Linked DNA regions of Mus musculus: region 1 is linked to region 2. A link is a contact called in public Hi-C data. All regions are on one chromosome and are shown on one strand. Each heading gives the region's core, a stretch centred on a gene start, on an enhancer-like site or on the middle of the called end of the contact. The rest is flanking DNA. Distances are from core to core; before and after follow the strand shown. Region 1 overlaps Zc3hav1 (zinc finger CCCH type, antiviral 1). Region 2 holds the start of Zc3hav1l (zinc finger CCCH-type, antiviral 1-like).

The links. Hi-C and Micro-C count contacts between places; a contact is called where the count stands out from the background.
Region 1: a Hi-C map of Th2 cells shows a contact between it and region 2, with 1.5 times the contacts expected there. The contact joins the enhancer-like site here to the promoter of Zc3hav1l in region 2. A contact is called at or near these places in 2 of 39 promoter capture datasets (embryonic stem cells and macrophages), 26 of 484 Hi-C or Micro-C datasets (the Ba/F3 cell line, the C2C12 cell line, CD4 T cells and 18 more), 7 of 115 datasets of contacts at active chromatin or transcription factors (CD8 T cells, the SCID.adh cell line, embryonic forebrain and 3 more) and 2 of 9 other capture datasets (adipose tissue and liver).

Annotation. Positions count from the first base shown.
Region 1 is chr6:38,334,945-38,339,485 of GRCm38.p6, forward strand. It overlaps Zc3hav1 (zinc finger CCCH type, antiviral 1), which reads right to left. Exons shown (of 13, transcript NM_001347122.1): 3 at 1,468-1,720. Among named protein-coding and RNA genes, the nearest start is that of Zc3hav1, 17 kb to the right of the region's middle. Within about 2 kb of position 3,202, at least 43 of the 459 cell types and tissues checked have an H3K27ac peak or open chromatin away from gene starts, as enhancers often do. A contact at or near this core is called in CD8 T cells, Th1 cells, Th2 cells and 3 more, where this site is marked.
Region 2 is chr6:38,297,673-38,302,655 of GRCm38.p6, forward strand. It overlaps Zc3hav1l (zinc finger CCCH-type, antiviral 1-like), which reads right to left and starts at 1,587. Exons shown (of 4, transcript NM_172467.3): 1 at 1,192-1,587; 2 at 280-415. The coding sequence starts at 1,568.

The DNA.
Region 1 (4,541 bases), core at 1,952-4,451, 39 kb after region 2:
CTCTGTTTATTGCCTTGATTTTTGCCCTGCTTGTTCCTTGACTACTTTGTCTACGCCTTAAGGACTGACCATATTCTTTGTATGTACCCAGAATGATATAAAAGCAGACTGGAAAAAAATAAACTCGCCTTTAGTCTCAGAACTGGCTGGGGTCATGCTACAGTGTTGTCTAACTGTCTTTTTTAACCCTCACTCCCGACCTGGAGAACCCGTTGACTGCCTGAGCTAGCTTAGTTACTCCCCCGTCATGATGTCTAACTACATAGCTTAACTAGAAGTAACAATGATATGCAGCTCTCTCCCGCACGCTGTGAAGAGCTCACAAACCCACCTCTACAGTCACTCTCTGTTCAGGGCACTGTGGTGTGGAAGCTGCATTCCTGTGCTCGGGTCACAAGCACGGCTTTTGATTTCATCTTCACAGTACTGTTTGGTCTTCCAAGCATGAGTTAAAGCTGCTTAGGACTTATAACACTCCTTTCCTTACCCTAGGTGAAGTTAATGAGTAATAAACCCGCCATTGATCACAGTTTCGCTGTGAGGAGTAATGATGACAGATTCTGGGGCAAAGTCTTCTGTAGACTAAGTACCAGGAGACGTAGCTTTTCATTGCTTCACTGCAGATCCTAGAGTCAGAGATTCTACCCCCTTCATAAACTTGGCTTCTACTGCGTCCACTAGACAAGAAGAGCCAGTGAGATGGCTCAGTGGATAAAAGTGCCTGCCACCAAGCCTGAATGACTTGGGGTTAGTCTGGGGAAAGAGAGCTCCTGAAGTTGACCTCTGACCTCCACACATATGGCTGTATATACACACACAAAATAATAAGTAATACAGTCATGCTGGCCAGTCTTATTATGTCAACTTGACACAAGCTAGAGTTTCCTGAGGCTAGCCTCTGTCTCCAAAGCCCTGGAATTAACTGATGCACACATGTCCCACCCCCAAGCAAACTTTTTTTTTTTTTTTTTGAAGACAGGGTTTCTCTCTGTAGCCCTGGATGTCCTGGAACTAGCTCCATAGAACAAGCTGGTGTCCATCTCAGAGATCTACCTGCCTCTGCCTCCTGAGTGCCGGTATGTTATATAAAAGTGTGTGCCACCACCACCAGACTATAATAAGCTCTTTTAAAATGAGGGGATAGAGCCACTTGTAAAACTGCATACACATCATTGTTTCAATTGTATTAAAGTGGTGCATGCAGATAGTGAAGTTGAGATTTTACAGGCAGATTTCTTGCAGTTTTCCTTCTGTTTGTGTTTGCTGGCTTGCTTGTTTTTTGAGATGAGATTTCTCTGTGTAGCCCTGGCTGTCCCAGAGCTCACTCTGTAGATCAGGCTGGCTTCGAACTCAGAAATCCTCCTGCCTCTGCCTCCTGAGTGCTAGGATGAAAGGTGTGTGTCACTATGCCCCACTGTGGTTTCTGTACATTTGCAAATTCACACAGTTAAAAGGGAAAGGGCATACCTCTCATGCTAGGGGGGTTCCTCCGAGTGTGTTTGTTGTTGCAGATATCCTGGATGTTCTGGACCACATCAGAACTCAGCCCATGCTCCCTCATGATGGCCAACACCTTCCTGTCCATCAGGTTATGAGACCTGAGACAGTTGAGGTAACTGCAGTTGCCCCGGGTGAAGTGCTCACAGATGTGGAGTCTCTCGCAGGGCTGCGGCTGCCCGCAGATCTGTTTGCGGCCCTCTCCTTTGTAACTCTTGCATATCTAGAGAAGAAAGAAAGAACCATGAGGCAAGAACACCTGGACCTGGCTGCCACACCACCAGTTAAGGGTGCAGCCCCCCCCCCCAAAAAAAACAACCCAGGAGAGCCATGGGGGAAACAATGCACGCAACACCCAAGGCTGATGAGATGGCTTCAACTGGTGACTTATTTGGGGACAGAAGAGTCGAAAGAATTAACAGACAATATCACGTATGATGGTGCATACCTGTAACCCAGTGTTCAGGAGGCCGAGGCAAAGAGGATCACAAATGCAGTGCAGAAACCTTGCATTTAAAAGAAAGGAAACTTAAAGGAGAAAAATAGTGATGAATTTGATAATTCCTGGGAGAATCAAACTCACATGGCAAGCTGTACACAGGACATCATAAGGGAGCCCCAAAGAGGAAGTCTAATTTGGATCTTAACTTACTCTACCGTTGAAAGGAAAAAAAAGTGTGTGTGTGTTATTTGCAACTTTGGGATTTTGTCATTTGTCTCTGATAGCCAGAATAGGACCTGTTCAAATGATTTTGTATGTGAGGGGTGGGAGAGAGGGAAGAAGTAGGGTGATGAACTCTTTTAAAAAAAAAGAGATTTATTTATTTATTTATTTATTTATTTATTTATTTATTTATTATGCTTACAGCGCTCTGCCTGCATGTGTGGCTGCAGGCCAGAAGAGGGCATCATATCACCGTATGGATGACTACAAGTGGTTGCTGGGACTTGAACTCAGGCCCTCTTAACCTTTGAGTCATCTCTCCAGCCTTCCTTGACCTATGAAGACATCCACCTGCCTCTGCCTCCCAGGAACTGGGATAAAGGTGTGCACACTCCTCCCCACTTGGTTTTTGTTTGTTAGCCAGAATGAAAGGTGCGCACCACTGTGCTGCTCAGCCTTGCTTTCAGGTTTTGGACACGAGGACTCATGTAGCACAGACTAGATTTCAACTCATAATCCTGCTTCCCTGACCTCCCAAGTGCTGGGATTGCAGGCACACACCACCATAACCAACTCAGTAAGGAAATCCTTACCCACTATCTAGACTCCCTTTGGGGGTCAAATAGCAGGGTAAGATTCATAACAGCAGCAAAAGTGCAGTTATGATGTAGCAATGAAATAATTTGATGGTTGGGGGTCACCCACAACACAAGGAACTGCATTAAAGGGGCACAGTGTTAGGAAGGTTCCAGTGTTCTATTTTTTTTTTAATTTATTTATTATATATAAGCACACTGTAGCTGTCTTCAGACACCCAGAAGAGGGCATCAGGTCTCATTACGGATGGTTGTGAGCCACCACATGGTTGCTGGGATTTGAACTCGGGACCTTTAGAAGAGCAGTCAGTGCTCTTAACCGCTGAGCCATCTCTCCAGCCCCCAGTTACAGTATTCTAAACAAACACATCTGCACACATAGCTCTACAGAGCTGGAGTAAAATCCAGGGATGGTGCAATCAGATCATGTGGCTACAGGGCTAACAGAGACTGCTTTAAAGTCAAGGCCCTAGAAGCAGCTGGGTAACCTCCCGGTCCCAGTGACCTTCTAGTTTCTGTTTCCTTTTCGACAGCAGAAGGAAAATATTTGTTCTGTCTGCCTGCCTAACATCTGTTGGGAGGCGGCGTGACAAAGTATAAGACTGTATTGTGCAAAGTAAGAAGTCTGAGGCAGGTGTCTGAGCCACTAGGTGAAGAAAATGATTAGTCATTAGCCTCACCTTGCAGGCAGCTGAAAGATGAAGGTGTTTAGTTCAATAGGCTGTATGAACTGGGAATGAGTCTGGATGCAGAGACAAAGGCTGACCCCAGGAATAGTGACAGAGCCTCTAGAACCAGACTTCAGCGCATAAGTGCTACCGAATCTAATTCTAGACCACAGTTCTTAAAGTGAGGTGTCTGAACCATGAGCATCACCTGGACACATAGAGGAATCCAGGAGCTGGCTTGTAACACAGGCCCTGGGTTCAATTCCCAGTAGCAGGTACACCAAGCATAATAGTACGTGTCTACTACTATGAGCCCTCAAGAAGTGGAGAAAGTATGTCTGTTTGAGGCTAGCCTGGGCTACATAGGGTGCTCGTGTCTCTAATAAAACAAAGAGCAGGTGAGGTGGGGTATACCTTTAACCCCAACTAGGAAGGCAGAGGCAGGTGGATCTCTATGTGTTCAAGCTACACAACGCCCTGCCTTCAGAGCTCAGTGGACACCTCAAAAATCACCTGTTGTGCCAGAGTTTTTAAATGCCCCCAAATGGTCAATCCTCAAGAAATCTCCATTGGCTAGCTTGTCTTATCTAACAGAACTCCAACCTTCTTGGCAGCTTCATATCTCTTCTACCCTTCCATCTCTTCCTGTATTGCTCTGCCTCCCTGTCTGTCTTCTGCCCCTTTCGGCGTTGCTCCTGCTCAGTCTCCCATTCTGTGTGAGACTGCTAATGACTTTGTATTGTGGGTACACTCAGGGATTCTCCACTCAAGGGCTTTTCTCGGGTCATGCATGGTCCTTTGAGCAACATCAACTGACTCTCCACTCTATAAGCCTATGCAAATAAGACTTCATTATCTTCCATCATCTGTCTTTCCTCTAGTAATAGAAGTCCTTGACAGGCAGCCACTCCGCCAGCAACTACATTTCTCAGCCCCACTTTCAACTAATATGACCATGTGATTAGCACTGGCCAATGAGATGTGAGCAGATGTGCTACACACAGTGTCCAGTTTTCAAAAGGGTAAACTGCTTGGCTTCAACTTCCCTTCTACAATCCCACTGACTAAAAAGTGGTGACAGAAATCCCTGTACTAAGAGATGAAAGCCACATTCCG
Region 2 (4,983 bases), core at 337-2,836:
AAAAAAAAAAGAGTTTCTTTAAAAAAAAAAAAAAAAAAAAAGCAGTTAAAATGAACATCTAAAGTGGTGGTGGGAGGTGGCTCCCTATCACCTTCGCCTTTGAAGGGGCGTGGATTAGCAGAACAGAAAGCTAGCCTCAGCTAAATGACAAGTTCACTAACATCCTGGGCTATTTAAGATCCTATCCCAACAAAAGAACACAAACATCGAGGGATAGACATCAGTGAGAGAAAGCCTTGCCACAGTTGATGGTAGGATGGCGACTTCTCAAGGACTCACCTCTGGGAAAAGGCAGGGGTCGTTCTGCAAAAGCAGGATTCGCAGCTGCCCTTCATTGAGGCCAAAAAGCCCCCGGCTTTTCAGGACTTGGACGTTGATAGGTGTGTGGATATCATGGGACAGAGAACAGGTAGACCTAGAAGAGTTCAAAGCAGTCAGGAGGCCGGGTCAAGAAGAGGGAAGAGGCTGGTGGGTCTAACTCTGCCTAGGGCATTTCCACTTCACAAGTGAATTCCCCAAGTACTAATAAAACAATTCGGATTGAGGCAACTCAGCTTCCAGGGGTCATTTCCCTGTTCTGTGAGTACCCTACCCTCAGGCTTTTTTGAGATTACTTATCTGTTTTTGTAAAGACTAAAACGTAATCTTCAGGCCAACAACAGCTGCTGGCCTCTCTTTGTCCACCAACACTACAAAGAAAGCACTAGAAAGCTTCCCGGATTGCTGCAAAGCACTGGGCTTGGGCTATGCAGCACTATGCCCTCACCCCATCCTGCCACCAGTTTCCTGCGATTGGACACCAGATTTTTAAGCGCGAAAGGGCTGTGGTTATGGAAGGAGGGAGAGAAGGGAACAGAAGTTCCGCGGGCCATAAAGCCCCCAGGTGTCCCTCAAGCGGCATTTGGCATAAGTGAATTCAAAAGTGGCAACACGGATTCAACCGGGCTGCTGTTGTGGAACATCCTAGCATCCTGGGACAGGGACAGCAAATTGGGGGGCGGGGGGGGGGTGAATAATAAACCTCAGTGGAGAGACCTTCCATATTATTTCTCTCGGCGACTAGGTGCACAGGGCGGCCAGCGCGAAGGCCTTTGTCCCATCCCACCCAGGCTCGCCGAGAAGCATCCGGAAGGCGCATCCCGCCCGCCCGCACCCACTGCCCCGCTGGACACTGAGGACTCCGCCCCTCACCAGCAGTCGCGGTGGGGGCACTTGCCCAGCATGTGGCGGCGACACAAGTGCAGCTGGTCGCAGCCCTGACACTCCCCGCGCTGGTAGCGGGCGCAGAGGCGCGCGGAGGACACGGCCATCACCCTGCAGGCCGTGGCGCCGCCGCCTGAGCCCGCGCCCGCGCCCTCGCCCGCCGCCACCTCGGCCTCTGCGTCCCACGGGCCGTCGCGCAGCTCCACCTCCTGCAGCAGGAAGCGCTCTGGACCCGCGCGCCGCAGCACGGCCCGCAGCTTCGCCTCCGACAGCTCCACGTGGCCGCGCAGGTCCTGCAGGAACATGCGGCCGCCGTGAGCACACAGCACCTTGGTGAGGAACGCGCACAGAGTGAGGTCCGCCATGGCCCGCCAGCGCGTCCCCGCCAGCCCGGGGCCTCCAGGCTCCTCCCCGCCGCGGCCCCGACCGGAGCCTGCGAGCTGTAGGGGGCCGGGCCTCAGAAGGCAGGGCCTGAGCCCCTGCAACATTCCTGGCTCCTGGGTTCCTGGCAGATACCGGATAACAGGGAGGGCTGCAAAGAATGTAAACTGCTGAAGTGGTTCTCCCAGCCTGGGGGCGCGCGCCTGGAATGTTAGCTAGCACCTGGGAGGTGGGGGCAAGAAAAGGCCGAGATCAAGGCCAGCGTCCTTTGCAAAGGGGAGTTGGAGGCTAGCCTGGACTACATGACACCCTGTCTCAAAAAACCTAGTAAGGAACCAGCACAGTGGGTAAAAACTTCCTAAGTGTTGGGGTCCATGAGTCGCCCCACGAGCTTACACAAACCCCGATTTCAGTCAGATAGGGATGGTTTATTGAACACACACCATAATACTGATCAATCAGCTCCATGCCTCAGATGGGATTGAGCCATGATATTGTTGATTTTTCTCTGTCAGCTTATAAATAAACATTTTTCCTATTGTCAAATTGGTGACAATATACATAAACACCCACTAAACCTAAAAGGATTTTCCTTCCTAACAATGGACAAATTCCTAGCGTATTATTCCTCTACGGAGTGGTCGAGAGATATTCTATGGTTTCGTCGCTATGATTCCTTAATGGAAAAGAACCCTGTTGCTCCTGTAGAACCTGCCTTTCCCTGTGTTCCCTCCCTACTAAGAAACGGTTTACATGGAATCCTTATCTGCTTACCAGGGAGCCCAGCCGAAAATGTAAACTGAGAAGTGGTTCCTTGGGATTACCTTGTAAAGGGTCTGCTCTCAAACAATCCTTCTCTGTTTGCCTCTGAGAGAAGCCGACCTAAGATACAACTGAAAAAAGAAAGATTCAAGTTGAGAAAGGGGTTAGAGAGGAATGAAAACCACATGCACACAGAGAGAAGAGACGTTCAAGCAAGATAGAGATAGGGAAGAATTTTACTTCAAGGGCACTGATGTTGTAAGCAAGTGTATCCAGAAGTTTAATAAGACTGATTCTGTATGTTACAGAATAGATGGACTGGGAAGACAGCCCAGTGGATAAAACACTTACTAGACAAGTGTGAGGCTGGAATTTGAATGCCCAGATCCTATACAAATACAGGAAGATGTGGGGGCCACTTGTAATGCAAGCACTTGGTAGGCAGTGGCAGGATCCACAGGGGCAGCTAATTGGCTAGACTAACCAAATGGGTGAGATCCCGACTCAGCCAAAGACCTTGCCCTTAGAAATATATTCAATTTCAGAATTCTGGATTGTAATTCATTCCAGATTAAAAGTCTGAATGAGTACCGTGAAAAAATTTGAAATTCTGCCATCTTTTCAGAGAGTTTTTAAATGCTAGAGGCCTGATATCATATAGGGGTATGGTAATTTGAATTTGCTTGGCCCAGGGAGTGGCATTATTAGGAGATGCGGCTTGTTGGGTAGGTGTAGCCTTGTTGGAGGAAGTGTGTCACTGTGAGGGTAGGCTCTGAAACAAGTTTTCTCCTGTTTGCCTTCAGAACAATATGTAGAACTCTCAGCTCCTCCAGTGTTATGTCTGCCTGGATGCTGCCATGTTTCCTGCCATGATGATAATGGACCTAATCTCAGAACTAGTAAGCCATCCCCCAATTAAATGTTGTCCCTTATAAGAGTTACCTTGGTCACGGTGTCTCCTCACAGCAATGGAAACCCTAAAATAGAAGTTGGTACCAGGAGTGAGGTATTGCTTTGATAGGCATGATCATGTTTTTTCTTTGGAGAAATGTGGACTTTGGGACTTTGGATTTGGGAAGCAATGGTATGCTTTAAGTGGGGCTTAAAGGGCCATCCTAGTAGGACCATAAAAGACATTGGTGCTGAGGATGATCTGAACTGTGCAGACCTGGCCCAAGAGGTTTCAGTGGAGAAGAATTTCAGTATGTGGCATAGAAACTATTCTTGAGATATTTTGGTGAAGAATGTAACTGCTTTTTGCCCTTGTCTGAAGAGTCTACCCGAGGCTAAGGTAAAGAGAGTTCAATTAATTTCATTGACAAAGGAAAGTCTCAGAAAAGCCCAGCAGAGACTTTGTTCTCTGGAGTAGTCTCATGAAGAGTGTTTTGATGAAAAGGAGCAATCTGAGAAAGTAAAAATACAAAATGTATGGCTCAAGTAATAAAAGGGCATCACAGAGTGGAATGGGGCTCAATTCTGTGTTCTAGGAGACAACAGATTAAGGGAGTGGAGACTTTGGGGCAAGATCCCACCCAGCTAAGTTTACCATTTATGTGTTTGCCATTGAACATGGTGGAATGGGGCTCAATTCTGTGTTCTAGGAGACAACAGATTAAGGGAGTGGAGACTTTGGGGCAAGATCCCACCCAGCTAAGTTTACCGTTTATGTGTTTGCCATTGAACATGGAATAGTTGTACCATGTAAGGCTTTATTATTAATTGGTTATTGTTTTCATTCAGACTTTTTTTTTTTCACAGCACTCATTCAGACTTTTTATCTGGAATGAATTACAATCCAGAAATGGAGGACTCAGGCTTTTGATTCAGCTCTTGAGAAATAGTGGCCATGAAAAGCTTAGGTCCAGCCATAGTAGTACAGGCCTTTAATCCCAAGAGACAGAGGCAAGCAGATCTCTCAGTTCAAGGCCGACCTGGTATAGAGCAAGTTAGGTGATACACACCTCTAATCCCAGCATTCAGAAGTCAGCCATGCAGATCTCTGAGTGAGGTTCAAGGTCAACCTACAAAGCAAGTTTTAGGACAGCCAAGCTTAGGCAATGAAGGAGTTGAAAAACAGAAAGCTGATGATAATGTAATAGAACAAGGGGGCCAAGTTCCAGGTTTAGCAAGCAGCACTTGGAAGCTTCAGTCATGTGGTTCTGGCTTTAGAGTCAAAAGTAAAAGGGACAATTGATGCTGGTTAGCTGGAGCTATGAAATTAGCAGTGATTACAAAAAGATCAGCATCAATGAGGTGAAACCTTCTGGCAAGAATTTTCTAAGAGCACAAAGAAGTTATGTTCCAGAGATAGCCAAGGCTGTACCTACCTCATGCTTGATCTACCTGGACTTTGTAATGTGTAAGAATCACTCAAGTGGTACTGGTTTTGAAGGCATGAAGAGCATCTGAGGCTTGGCACTGGTGAGGCCACAGAAGGTGATGGTACAGCCTCAATTGCAGTTGACAGCCCAGAACTAAAGGGATCATGCAAAGAACTTGAGGCTTGAAGGGAGCCTATGAGAGGCTATTGGTGAAGCCTAGTTCCACTGGAAGACCCCAGCATATTGGAGATGCCAGTACCGTGGGATGACCACCAAGAACAGCAGCAGCAGTGGAGTAGAGTCAACTAGAGTGCTA